Regions from separate parts of the Rattus norvegicus genome. Here region 1 is linked to region 2. A link is a contact called in public Hi-C data. All regions are on one chromosome and are shown on one strand. Each heading gives the region's core, a stretch centred on a gene start, on an enhancer-like site or on the middle of the called end of the contact. The rest is flanking DNA. Distances are from core to core; before and after follow the strand shown. Region 1 holds the start of Fth1 (ferritin heavy chain 1). Region 2 has its middle 18 kb from the start of Incenp.

Region 1 (7,289 bases), core at 2,463-4,962, 61 kb before region 2:
ATGACTTCTGAGACCAAGACACTTTGTTTTAGTTTTATGTTATGTATGACTTTATATGCCACATATACTGGTACGCTCAGAGGCCAGAAGAGGGTGTAGAAGAGGGTGTCAGACCTCCTGGAGCTGTATTTATAGGAAGTGGTGAAATTCCTGATGTGGGTGCTGGCAATAAACTCAAGCCCTCTGGAAGAGCAGGAAGTGCTCTTGACTGTTGGTACATTTCTCCAGCCCCACCAAGAACACTGTTGAATTGTTCCTAGGTGGTGGGCCTTCCGCACAGTACCAAGAGGCCTGTCACATGAAGAAGAAAACAGTGGAGTTTAACTTGAACATTCCAGAGTGCCCTACGGAACATGAACAACCCCATTTGGACCAGATGCACACGATCCTGAAGGAGCCTGGAGAATCCTATCCTGTCAGGTCTGTCCACCCAGAGCTATCGCCCATGCCTGTGATTTCAGTTGAGTCCACCTGACAATTCCCCAAGATTCCATTACTACTGATGTCCCTACACTAGCTGAGGGTTAATACCAGCCACCTGGGAAAGAACCTGGTGATGGAGGCCTTTTGTTCATCCCACCTAAGAGCTTGACACCAGCAAGTTCTACGAAGTGAAATTATACTGACAGAATGCTTAAATGAAAGCTATCTCGGGAAGTGGGCGGTTTACTTTTTGCAGGGCTGGCTGGCTGGCTAGCAGAGTCTTGAAGACAGAACTGAGCCTCTAGCCAGTGTAGCCCAAGGACCAGCCTCACTACTTTTATTGGCTACCTAAGCATTCCCACTTCACTGGCATTGGCCATGGTCTCCTGGACTACCTTCTCTGGTCTGAGGCCTCACTTAATACTTCCAAAAAACATAAATGCTGTCACAAGCCTGTCATTTCTTGGGACACTTTTGTCCAATAACAAATATCCCACCTCCACCCAGATCACATCCTGAGTATTAACTTCCCATTTTCACATTCCATTTCATCCGTGACCAGAACATCTTTTTAAGTAGAAGGGCAAAAATTTCCAACTTGCTTCTAGTGCTAGATAAACTTCTGTTAAGGCCAGCTTCCAACTTTGTCCTCAGTCAACTCATGCTATGAATACTCTCCAATCTCCCACAGTGATAAAGCTGACACCAATCCTGTTTCCTATAAGTGATGCTTCACAGCTTGGTTCTCACCTGCATGGATGCCAGCAGGGCACTGACCCAGTCAGAGGCACACAGCAGCGACACTCAAGAATATGTTCCCATGGCAGTCTGGCAGGTAACTCAGAACCAGGACTGCTTAGTCCTGTCTGAACACACCTGTCTTTCACTATCTTTCCCCAAACTAGCGAGTTTAATAAATATTCTTTCAGGCGTTGCAGTGTGGTTAGTATAGCCGACGCAAGGGAAGCTGGTGCGCTCATCCTCAATCACAACAAGAGCTGGGTACCAAAATTCTTTATTTGAAGAAATGGTACAAATTAAAGAACTTTTAAGCAGATGTTTTGGTGCAACTTATAGAAAAGATAAAGGCAGCCTGACATGCATGCACTGCCTCAGTGACCAGTAAAGTCACATGGCCTTGGGGACGTCAGCTTAGCTCTCATCACCGTGTCCCAGGGTGTGCTTGTCAAAGAGATATTCTGCCATGCCAGATTCAGGGGCTCCCATCTTGCGTAAGTTGGTCACGTGGTCACCCAGTTCTTTAATGGATTTCACCTGCTCATTCAGGTAATGCGTCTCAATGAAGTCACATAACTAGGAAAGAGAACATGGGACAGGGTTACTGGTCAGCTCTCCCAAGCCCTGTGGCAAATCATCTCCACTCACCCCGGTGTTTCTGATACTCACGTGGGGATCATTCTTGTCAGTAGCCAGTTTGTGAAGTTCCAGTAGTGACTGATTCACACTCTTTTCCAAGTGCAGTGCACACTCCATTGCATTCAGCCCGCTCTCCCAGTCATCACGGTCAGGTTTCTGAATCAAAGAAACATGTCAATTCATCTGCAGTGTCTACCAATCAACCCAAGTCAGTCAACACCTCACACTTAACAACCAGGCTCTGGCAAAAGGACTGCCCTAAGTTCCCTCTAACAACCACTTCCGTCGCCACAAGATGCTCAATAACTGCCATCTGCCAACATACAAGGGCAGAAGCCCCAGTGCACCATTGTTTTCTGAAGAAAGGCTAACTGCTCATTTAAGGCATCCCTAGATCTACTTACCTTTATATCCTGCAGGAAGATTCGTCCACCTCGCTGGTTCTGCAGCTTCATCAGTTTCTCAGCATGTTCCCTCTCTTCATGAGATTGATGGAGAAAGTATTTGGCAAAGTTCTTCAGGGCCACATCATCCCGGTCAAAATAACAAGACTGAAAGTGGAAAGGGTATTTGTTATTGATCCCCACAGCAAGGCAGATGCAATGGTGGTAAAGGCTGTTTGTCACCCTACTTGGCCTTTAAAGTAAGGATGGGAAAACAAACTTGGGACTTGGCTTTATCAAGGGTTCTATGGCTCCACATTAGTGCAGAGAAAAAACTTTAAGCCAAGGCCATATCTATTTGTCTGAGAGGGAGGGTGCTAAAGTGCCCTACATTGGGAGGTCAATTCTCTCCTTCAACAATCATGTTAAATAAAAAAAATGGTTAACACAAGGTCTCAAGGTTTTCAGCTAGACAGCCAACTGCTGATTACCTGGTTAAGAACTGAGGGCATTGTATTTTAGCACAAATACATTGGGAGAAGCTTTGATTTTCAGTTTTAGGCACTCAGTGTATTTGTATTCCACGATAATGGTTTTTTCCCAACCGTGGGCTTTTTCCAACAAGTATGTTACCTACTACTTCTGTTAGTAAGCAACAACTGGTGCAAAATAAAAATTAAAAACGTACAGTACTCTAGATGCCTTGGCAAGGTCAGGGTGATTACAGAAGGGGAGATTCCTAGCGATAAGTTTCAATGCAAGTGAGGCTCTGTGATAAGCAGAGATGTAGAGGCCGCTGCTTCAGAAGTGGTTAGAGTAAGTTCACAAGAGATAAGCCTCTTTGTACCAAGCCCCAGGGCTGCCATTCCACACCATGACCAAGCAGACCCGCCATAGTCAGAGGAACTGGAGCTGGATGTACACCCAAACAGAGAAGCCTGCAGGCCATGTGACCGGAGGGGACGAGAGTGCAGGAAAATGCACCTAACTGCAGGGTTGATTGGAGAGGCTGACAGTTGTACAGCCCTAAGGCTTCAAAACACGGGTGTTATGACGTGCCTGGTCTATGCAGGAGCCACAAAGCGCTAGGTGCTCAGACTTGCCACGGCAGGGCTGCCTGCCTTTGGAAAGAACCCCGGACAAACTCCATTTTCCAGAAGGGCGCTGGAAGGCGGGGAAGCCCGCAGCAGGCCACGCCCCAACCCACCCTCCGCCAGCTCACCAAGTGGCCCAAGGGAGGCCAGGCCGCACCCTCTTTCCGCCCCGCCAAAGGCCAGGCCGCACTCACCATGGACAGATAGACGTAGGAGGCATACAACTCCAGGTTGATCTGGCGGTTGATGGCAGCCTCCGAGTCCTGGTGGTAGTTCTGGCGCACTTGCGAGGGAGACGCGGTGGTCATGATGGCGGCTGGGCGAGGCGCGGAGGCGACGCTGGAGCGGCGGAGCGACGAAGTTGCAAAGGGCTCAGGCTCAAAGCGGCCGGCGGGGGTCGGAGGGGTCGAGCACCGGGTTCCGTTCAAGCACTGTTGAAGCAGGAAACCGCGGCGACTCTGGGCGAGAACGTCTGGCGTAGGGACCAGCGGGCCGCACTTTATAGCGGGATCCTGCGTCAGGCGCGCTCCGGCCAATCAGCGCGGTGGGCCGCCCAGCCCCGCCTCTTCCTGTAGGCGTGTTGCCCAAGCCAGCAGTGCGTGGGCGGGGAGGAGCCTGTGTGATTGTGAGGCGACTCTTGGGGCTCTGAGCTGCTGCAAGAGCGGTGCCTGGCAACAAGCGGGACGTTTCTGTGGCCCGGGGCGGACGTAGTTGGAACCAGCCGTACTACAGAGGCATTCTGGGTCCCAGAGAGTATCGATAAGGTTGATTTTTAAGTCCCACCGGACATCCCTAAACTCTAGGCTAGGTGCGTGTTGTTAATCGTGACATACACCAGGCAGTGACTTCATCTTACAGATAGGAAAATGGAAGCATAGTGCTGTAAATGGCGAACGGCATATAAATTGGACTGGGAAGGAGCGGCTTTCTCTCCTTTTGAACCCCTGGAGAGAAGCTCAAAGGAGGAGTAGGGAGGCTATCGGGTTTGCCTCATTCTTCTGACTCAAGCAAGCCCGGCCTTTTGCTGAAAGCAAACATGGCTCTGTGCACAGTGGGGGAAAAAAAAAACAAACGAAGGCTAAGAAGGCACATTTTTCCTTAGAGCAGGACAGCCATCTTAGGGGAGTCCTGGGGTCAAACTATCTAGGTTTCTGAGAAAGACCATGGTGATGCTTAAAATTAAGATAGGTCTCTGGATTTGAAAAATAAAGTGACCTACATGTATCTGTTTCAAAATGATCTCCTTCATCTTTCTCAGTAACCTTGGGTTTGTCCTTGAAGAAAAGCTGATGTCACAGAATGGGAGGTGACAGGTGCAGAACAGCGGAGGGACAAGTCAACTGTGTTGTGTGTCTTGTAGCTGTGGCCTAGCTTCGAAATGGATGTCTTGGGTAGCAAGCAGAACTAGAGATTAGCTACTGTGTCTTGCTAGGCCCTGCCATCCACATCTGCTACTTCTCAGTCTGGTCCAGGCTTTTAACACAGGTGGAGACCCAGCAGAAACTTTCCATATTCTCAAAACTGGAAGTTGGACTAAGATCTTGTTATTGCTTTGAAACAAAATTGACAAGGTTACTGGATCAGTAGCCCAAACTGTCCAGGGACTTTCTGTGTAGCCCAGGTTGATTCATGAATCTCTTGCCACAGTTTCCAGAGAGCTGGAATTACAACCCCCTCTCTCCCCTTTTAAGGTAAGTCTACTGAAATACATTACTAGTGGTATTTCTTCTTTTAAAAATAAACATGTATGTGCATTTTCAGGAAAGATTTCAGTGGCACTCTAGCTGCAGGATGCTTCTAGATAAATATTCTCGAGTCAGACTTCAGGACGACAGCCCTAAGAGACTGATTCTGAACTAAAGTTAATGAACAAATACCCTTTGTAAAGTGGAGGAGGGAGGTGGGGAAAGGAATTCTAAGTAGAGGGAATAACAAATGGAAAAGTGTGGAAATGCTTGCCGTGTTCAAGGAACCTTAAGGAAAGTGTGTTTGTTGGCCTGAAAAACAAAATGCGCTGGGGGAGCACTGGAAAGAGCATGGTCAGATTGATGTGCCATAAAAAGTCATTAAACTTTACCCTGTAGGCAATATGGAGATACCATATCCATTTGTTTTTAGGAACATTACTGTGAATCAATAGAAAAACTGCTAGGGGTCCAGCCAAGTCATCGTGACAAAGAGGTGCTATCTTTTTGATGGATCATCTGTATAACAACGTCAGCTCTAAAACTGTAATTCAACAGAGTCTGAAATGTGAAAATATAGTGTTGCTTTGGTAGGACATGATTCTGAAGTCCATATGGAGTCAGTGGACTAGCTTGTAAACACTGAAGAAAACAAAGGTTGTGAGGAAAGGTTGGCTTGAGGTATCTATCATATCACATGTAGGATGTATATATACACAGATACATATATATTACAATAAAGTATGGTTTGAGTACTGACAGGAAGACGAGATCAAAATCAAAATATTCCCACCCACGTATGTGTGGGAACTCGATCGATATAAGTTAAAGGCGGCATGCATTTCAAATTAAGGAAGGAAGAATGGGTTTAACCAATGATATCGACACAGTTGTCATGTGGATAAAATGAATCACTCTGTATTTAGAAATACCTCCCAGGTGAATTAAAAAAAAAAACCAACTCTTAATGTTGAAAGCTATAAAGTTTTAAGAAGACTATAAAGATTCTCCAAATTTAGAGTAGTGAGTGTTCTTTTGAGTCTCTCAAGAGTTGGCAGGTTTGACCACTTAAAAACGAAAAGGGTTTACATGAAAGATATTTTAAACAAGGCTAACATAGAAACGGTGTGTTGGGCTGCTGGTATTTGTTACTCATAGAAAGGAAGAAGATCAAGAGCCAAAATGTCTGTGTACAAGTGTATATTTTTTTTCAGTCTTGAGGATGATGGAACCTCAGACCTGGGGACATTCTAAGCAGGCTCTCTTCCACGGAGGTGTTCCTGCTATTCTTCAGTTCTTTCTTTTCATTTAAAGATGGGGTCTCACTGTGTTGTCTATGCTAATCTTGAAACCATATGCTTAAATGTTCTAGTGCTCAGACTCCCTTGTGGCACTGCACCAGGCTGTGTGGCACCTGCATTAATCCCAGCTTTTTATAGGGACTGTTTGGTTGGCTCCAGGTAGGAAGACATTTCTAGCACACGCAGACCATTGCAAGGCGCTTGGTATCTGTTGCTTGAATAAAATGAATACATTTTATGTGGAGTCTGGATTCGAGTGAAGCAAGAGAGCTGGGTACCAGTTGGGAGACAGCTGCCATGATTTTTAATGAGCGTGGGGGACAGAAAGCTGAAGAGAGATACGGAGAGGACAGGGCAGCCAGGATGAGATGGATGGTTAAATGCTGAGTAGATTAGGGGGTGGGGAGTGGGTGCAATCCCCAACCCCCAAGCCATCCCCAGTTTTCAGGCCTGGGCAGCTGGATTACTGCTGCCCTGCATGGTACCAGAGAATGCACAGGAAACACAAGTTTGAGGGAAAGCTGTTGGGAAAGGTCAGCGTGGGTTTGGACTGTACGTGCGGGTCACCAAGACTGCCCAGTGCAACAGAAACTATAAAGTTAGATTCACTGACAGGGAGTTGAGCTGCCACATCAGGTAGGTTTTGTGGATCAGTATTGGTTCTGCGTGTTCGTTAAACGCATCCCTAGCTGCAGTAAACAGCAAAGCAGAACGGGACAGCATGTCCTGTGGAAGGTCACTGAGGGAGGAGGGCTAGAAAAGAAATGGTGTAGGTGAGTACCCTTGCTGGGGTTGAAAGACCCCCCCCCTTAAAGGAGAATCATACAAGCTTAAGATCTACAAATATAAAATTAAAAGAGTAAGCCCCAAAAGCCACAGACTCAGGGCTAAGCCCTGCCGCCAGGAATAGCAGGCCCTAAAGGTCAAAAAAGGAATGCAGGAACCAACCCAGGCTATCCGGACTGATTCATGGGCCATCCGACAAGAAGACATCCCCCCCAGTTTACTCAGGATCATACTTTAACC
Region 2 (7,262 bases), core at 4,172-6,671:
GGAGACGGGTGGATTTGAATATGTTCTAGAGGTATCAGAGCTAACCTCACTGGCTGACTTTCTGTGGAGTGAACGAAGGAGGCAGTTGGTAGTGGAGCTTAGATTTTGGAATTAAGTTGAGTAACTGAGTTTCTACCCCACTTCCCCATTTCCTATTTTATATTTAAGCTTCATTGTGTAACCTGAGCTGGACTTGCTATGTAATCCATGCTGGCCTAGAACACATAGAAATCTTTCTGCCTCTGCCTCTCAAGTACTGGATTACAGGCATACCACCGTGCCCAGCTTCTACCTTTGCTTTAACTGGCAAAATAATCCTCTCATTCAAAGGGAACAAAAAGAGAGTTTATTCTTGAGCCAAACATGAATGCCCATGGCTTGGGAACACAAATGTATGTTGTCTCAAACAACATGTTCGGTGTGGAAACGGTTTCATGATGGTTTTATAATTTTTTGGCTGAAAAGAAAGTCATACATAAATAAAGGCATGTTATCAAATGAACCAGACAGATGCTTAGTGGTTAAGAGCACTGGCTGCTCTTCCAGAGGACCTAGGTTCAATTCCCAGCCCCCCACATGGCAGCTCACAACCATCTGTAACTCCAGCTCCAGGAGATCGATGCCCTCACACAGATGTACATGCAGGCAAAACACCAATGCACCCACAATAAAGATAAATAAAACATTAAAAAAAAATAAAAAGACTTTCAAGGCCTTTAATCCCAGCACCCTGGAGGTAGAGACAGGGAGCTCTCATAGTTCCAGGCAAACCTGGTCTGCAGAGCAAGTTCCTGACAGCCAGGGCTACACAGAGAAACTTGTCTTGAAAACAAAACAACAACAAGAACAACAACAACAACAAAAGACTCACAAAAAATGTTATAAAAGGAAGGAAGGAAGGAAGGAAGGAAGGAAGGAAGGAAGGAAGGAAGGAAGGAAATTTCTGTTCAGGTCTCCAGTGCTGTTGAACGGCATTCTTAGCTTTGGGGCTGGTGGAAGCTAGTGATTTGATATCTCGATAGATGACCAAATATTTCACACAAAATCACAGGGTATTATCAGATCAAACACAAAGGTGGGCAGTACATGGTGTTAAGGATTAAAGACAGTCTGCCATAATTTGCCTTCGGATCTGCAGCATTCCAACTCTCCACAATCAGGAGGTCCAAGCAGTCACTCCTCTTTGCAGAATGTCTAACATAGGCTTCCCTCCACCCACCCCCAACCCTCAAGACCTCCAGTTCATGGTTTGTAGCAGAGAATTTAGCATTAATCATTTTGGGCATTTTCCTACACTTACAACCCAGAACTAACAGTTTTGTTATTTGTATTTGCCAGGGGAATGAATATTCTGTGCAGTCCATGAAGGCAGGGTGTGGGAAGTGCCTCCTGGGTGGTCAGTACTAACTACAGCAGGTAGGAACTAGCCTGTTCCCTCTGGCTGTTTGTAGTAAGCAGAAGCAGGGTGGTCCTGGTGCTGGAGGGGTTTGCAGATATTTTTCTTCTGCTCATGCCTCTGCAGAAGGTGGGGAAGCTGCTCATGACTAAACTCTTGACCTTCCAGGCTCATCTGTACACACGCCCCAGGAGGCTTCTGAGGGGAGTCAGGTTGAAATCCTTTGGACACTAACTGAAACCTTGATCCCTGTGGTTCATGACAGATCATCAATTATGGAAAGGTCTGATGAACGCTAACAGCACTCCCGACTTCCCCAGCTGAAACCATAGAGGGTCAAAGACCCAAACTGCTGAGCTCTGCACACAGTGGGAGGAGTGCGGTGGGTGGGGAGGGGAAGGGAGGCAGAGAATGGCTCAGCAAGAGACCCTGGCTTCTAACTACAGACTCAAGAGAAGTCCCTAGTGATTAAATTAATAAACTGAGCTCAACAAATTGATCATACTCTTTAATTTACATTTATTTATTTACTTCTTTTTTTTTAAAAGATGTATTTATTTCATGTATGTAAGTACACTGTAGCTGTCTTCAGACACACCAGAAAAGGGCATCGGATCCCATCACAGATGGTTGTGAACCACCATGTGGTTGCTGGGAATTGAACTCAGGACCTCTGGAAGAGCAGTCAGAGTTCTTACCCGCTGAGCCATCTCTCCAACCCCTTATTTGTTTACTTATCCATTCATCCATTTATTTGAGACCAAGTCACATTGTAGCTCTTGCTGTCCTATAAATTGCTAGGTAGACCAAGCTGGCCTCAAGCTTACAGAGATCCACTTTCTTCTGCCTCCTGAGTGTGGGGACTAAAGGCATGTGCCTTTATGCCAAGCCATACTCAATATTAATATTACTCTATATCATAGAAATGGTAACAGTGTTGACTTAGAGTTGATTCGACTGGGCCTGCCCCACCAGGTGCACCAGGCAGCATAGAAAAAGGACTGCTTGCACATCGCTCCCCCACCGGGCTCCCTCCCCCACTTCCTCTCTCTCTGTTCCCACACTTCTCGCAGGCTCCTCTCTCTGTCCTTCTCTGTCCCTCCTTTTCTACTCTCATAGCTCTGCTCCCGTTTGTCTGCCTCTATCCCTTCTTCAGACCCTCACTCCCCTCTTCCCCCAAATAAACCTTCTTTATCCAGGTCTGCTGCATGGTGTGATTTCTTACGGGACACCTTGCCATGGGCCCACCAGGGACCCTGCCCACCGCCCCTTTATATTTCATAACAAACAGTACATTTTAGTTTTTTTAAAATCTTTTCTTGTGTAGGTCCAAGTGGGTGATGCATTTTTTTCAAAGTCCCTGTTGTCTTCAAAGGGACTGAACTTCCACCAGACTCAGTAGACAAACTCCCGATCTTCCTGTTTACTCGGCCAGGATAAACTGAACCTGTCTTAAAAAGAACAATGTAACCAAAGTTACCATGCCTTGGATTTCCCTGCCGTCCTCGGCCTCAACTAAATACCTAGCTTTAATCCGAAAATATGACTCTTCCATTCCCCTGACCCCGTATTGTCTATGTTGTGGTAATCATTTGCTGACAGCAGCCAAGAGGTTGAAAGAAACCTTAAACAAAGCAAATATCCCACATCTATTAGAACAGCTTGTGGACGTGGGCTGATAACATCTGTTTGAAGTCAGTGCAAACTGTTCTGGCTCCGTTCAGTAACTACTTCTTTGTAAACCCTGTTAAAGATCTCTGTAAAGAGTCCCCTATTCTTCTGTTCTTCTGGTATTCAAAAACCGGAGCAAAACTGTTAGAACCAGGCAGAAGACAATCGCTGGGGTGGAAGTAGAAAGTCTAATTAGGGCTCACTTGTTAGATCCCAAACCCAAAACTACTTGCCGTGATTTAACATATCAGAGCGGATCTGGCTGCCAGGTGCTTCCAGTCTCCCTCAGTCCCCACACATTTCAGGGTACGGCTTGCTTACCCCACCCCTCTCCTGAACGCTTCAGCCCAGGAACAGATCTTTGATATGCTAAGTAGGAACCTCGATTAGTTATTTGTCCAAGATTGAGATCTAACCTCATCTCTCTTGTCAAGCTACTACAGGAAGTCTTTTTAAAAAATTCTTTAATTTATTACTGAGATATCCAAGTAGGGATTCTTTTATATGAAGAAGAGGGAAAAATGTTTCAAATACTAATTTTTTTTAATACATGAAGGCCATAATGATTAATCTCAAAGGTAAGCAAGTTTACCGAGGAGGAAGTGACTTCAGGGTCCGGACTCTGGTAATTTAAGTGACAGACACCCCACAGATGCAGCCATTGGTCTGCAGTTGGCAGCACTGTTTAGGAAGGTTTACAAGGTGTGGCCTTGCTGGAGAAACTATGTCCCTGAGGGCAGGCTTTGAGAGATTATAGTCCCACTCCAAGTCCTCTCCCCACTCCTGGTTTGCTCTCGGCTTCCTGTTTTCTGCTCTGGGTATCTTGCATTAGTCAAAATTGTGGTTGACTACATAGGGAGTTTGAGGTCAACCTAGGCAGGAGATGCTGTGTCAAAAAAGCACAAACAAACACACACAAACAAGCAAAACAAAACCAATGTTTATCAGAAAGTCCCTGAAGCTTTGGAAATCTAAGTTGCCATGGCAACCTCCTGGGTGCTAGAAATGCCAGAAAAGTGGGATAAGTGCCCCGAAAACCCACAAGCATTGAACAGACCTGGGCTCAAGAGAGAGGCCCTGCTTGAGCTTTCACATCGGGGACAAGACCTTTGAGCATGGTCCTGTTGCAAGTTTAAGGCCAGTCTTAGAGAAGACTGTATCTTTAGTATAAAACCCCCAAATTTTACATAGGAGAAGTGAGAAATTCTACTCTAAATGAGGCAAAAGGTGGCTTTGGGAGAGGCAAGGGCAGCTTTTACTTCAGAGTATGTGACCTGGACCCTCCTGACAAGTAAGCCCTCTGGCTTCATGAGTCTTTCATATCTCAGTGGATCTGTAAAAAGCAGACACTAGAAACCGTCTTTTTCCTAGGAACTTTTAGGATTTATGAGCTTTTGGTAGAGAGGCTCCCCTCCTCCTACCTCTTTCCATTTTGGTTTTGTCAATATTGGAAACTGCTGGGACCGTTCCTTTTTACTGGGAGTCAGATAGGCCACTCCTGGTAGAGTCCTTTTCTCTTCCTTTCGATCGCTCTTTCTCCTTTCGTGCAGTTGGATCGCTTTGGTTTTTTGTGATTTCTTATCTGGGAGATAGCTTGACGTGCACACAGCCATCTTCTCTGGACCTTTTCCCAGTGGCCCTCAATCCCTTCACTTTCCTCATTTCTCCTTTTCTCGTGGTAATGCAGTATGGCATCCACAATATTCAAGGCGTAACTCATTTATGTCCATGGACACGTGATGACCTCGGGCTGCCTTCCCTCAGTTCTCAACTCTCAGGTCCCAGCTTCTCTGTAGCCCACCCAGCACAGGAAACGTCCCCTTCCGAATGACAGGGTTTGTATCGCCTCAAGCTGGGAACATTTTAGTGTTTTTACCACAACTCCGCCCTGAGTATGTTTGCAGAATTATTCACCACTACATGGCAATCATCTGTTGAATTGCTCATTTATAAGCAGAAGGAAAACACAGTAAAGTAAAAAGAATGCCAACCACAAATTTTTCTAGAATGAACAGCTGGAAATATCAGTTAAACAAACAAAACAAAACAAAACTCAAACAAAACAAAACAACCCTCAGACACTTGAATGGTTTAGTTTCTAAAATACTTAGTTTTCCGTGTGCCTGTGTGTGCACACGTGAATGTCAGAGGACAACTTGTGAGAGCCGCTTCTCTTAACTGGCTTTACTCTCATGGTGGTCTGTGATTTCTCTCACAAATTATGTCGCTTCCAACAGCCTGTGGTAGAGTAAGAATCCTGATTCTGAAAGGAGGAAATGGGAGGTTAGCAATGGAAAACTAGGCCAAAACAGTCTGAACCCAATAGGAGAAACAGTGCCCCCTGCAGCTCGAGGTTTTCAGCGAATGTTTACATAAGCTTTTGAAGGGTAAGCAGTCATACCTCGATGGGCCTGCCATCTGCTTCTCCAGTCCGTTGAATGCCTACTGGTTTTTGTTTTGTTTTTTGAGCAGCTAGCTCACATTCCTAGCATTTCTAGCACCCAGAGGTTGCCACTGCAACTTAGATTTTGCCTTCAAAGTGTCATGCATGGCCTACTCAGGGGCTTTCTGCTCTACACTGCAGGGCCTCAAGATATTTCTCTGGAAAATTTGTGGTGCCTATTTCCATGACCTCACAACACTTGGGTTCTGGTAGTCTGCAAAACCAGAACCTTGTAGACAACAGCAGCTTAACCTTCCTTGAACCACAGTGGTTGTGGACCCTGACTGAGTATTTGTTTTACTGGACCTAGGGAAACACTCCCCTAAGTAACCACGTTACCATGAGTAGACAGCCTGGGGCTCTCTTTGTAAAGTCTGACCCTATTTCAGTTTCTGGAACTGTTTAAAAAAATTATTAACCATTTTAGTCGTTTACATTTCAAATTATATCCCCCTTCCCGGTTACCCCTCCACACACTCCCCATCCCATCCCCACTCCCCTTTGCCTCTATGAGGGTGCTCCACCCACTCCTCCACTCCCCCCTCACTGCTCTAGCCTTCCCTTATGCTGGGGCATCAAGCCTCCACAGGACCAAGGGCCTCTCCCTCCCATTGATGTCAGACAAGGCAGTCCTCCACTACATATGTTGGGGGTTTAGTCCCTGGGAACTCTGGGTGGTCCAGGTAGTTGATATTGTCCTGCTCTTGGTCCCTTTCTTGTTGTCCCAATGCAAAGTGTGAGGCTTCTCTTTACTGGTGCTAATCCCTGTAATAATTACAACCACATGTCTGCACCTGGCTTTGTTTGAAACTCTAACCTCGCACATACTCCCTTCCTAGCCAGATTGAACATTTCTGAAACTCACACACTCTGTGTGTGAAACTCCCAATTCTCACTGTAAGACTGATTAAAAACCGCCACACTGCAATGCTGTGTTGTCTTGAAATGTCCTCTGCCAAATTATTTAGTCCATTACTTTACTTCGTTTTTGTTTTTGAGACAGGATTTCTCTGTATAACAGACCTTGATGCCTTGGGACTTGCTATGTAGACCAGGCTGACCTTGAACTCTGAGAGATCCACCTGCCTCTGCTCAAGGCATCACCACTACTGCCCAGCCAGTCCTTCCTTTGAACTCAGTCTCACTCAGATTTTCAGGACACAAACAGAATGTAGCCATATTCTTTTCCAGTAACACTGATGGCCTCTGGTTCAGTTCCCAGTAGTCCTTGTTCAAATGTGAGACCCCGTGAACACGGTCCCTATTACATGCATTTCTTCAGCCCTCTGGGATTCTAGGGCTTTCCTTCTCCCTCTCCCTCTCCCTGCTATCATACCCAGTGTGTGGTGCTGGGGAGGAAGCCCTGGACTTCACGTTAGATCAGGTAGCATCTGACCAACTAAACCACACCCTCCCCCAGGCTAGGGCCTTTTTCTAATTCACATTTATAAACTCATGTACGTTCCTCTAAAGGCAGGTGCAAAGGCTTAAGAACAACGTGATCTGGTCTATCTTAGCAATGACAGTGGGTCTTTCAAAGTAATTTTTGGTACTAGTAAATTTTCATGTCCCTGTGACCAAAATACCAGGTAGAGAAGTGTGAGATCTGGCTCCAAGCAGTCTGGTCATCTTTTGTTTGGAATTCTAGATAATTTTATGCATAAAAACCAGGAGCCTTTCTAAAGAAGTGGGAAAATCTTACTGATTTCTATTCAGAATTATAATGGCCACAGTGAATTACTTTAATCAGAG

What was found. Hi-C and Micro-C count contacts between places; a contact is called where the count stands out from the background.
Region 1: a contact with region 2 is called in a Hi-C map of the A7r5 cell line, with 5 times the contacts expected there. The contact joins the promoter of Fth1 here to the enhancer-like site in region 2. A contact is called at or near these places in 12 of 12 Hi-C or Micro-C datasets (the A7r5 cell line, the Rat2 cell line, Schwann cells and 7 more) and 1 of 1 datasets of contacts at active chromatin or transcription factors (oligodendrocytes).

Annotation. Positions count from the first base shown.
Region 1 is chr1:216,048,460-216,055,748 of GRCr8, reverse strand. Fth1 (ferritin heavy chain 1) reads right to left here and starts at 3,712. Exons shown (of 4, transcript NM_012848.2): 1 at 3,472-3,712; 2 at 2,205-2,351; 3 at 1,831-1,956; 4 at 1,424-1,737. The coding sequence starts at 3,585. The coding sequence ends at 1,576. Best1 (bestrophin 1) reads left to right here. Exons shown (of 12, transcript NM_001011940.1): 11 at 261-420; 12 at 1,115-1,354. The coding sequence ends at 1,151.
Region 2 is chr1:215,988,895-215,996,156 of GRCr8, reverse strand. It overlaps a transcript of Incenp not described here. Among named protein-coding and RNA genes, the nearest start is that of Incenp, 18 kb to the right of the region's middle. Within about 2 kb of position 5,421, at least 25 of the 93 cell types and tissues checked have an H3K27ac peak or open chromatin away from gene starts, as enhancers often do. A contact at or near this core is called in the A7r5 cell line, where this site is marked.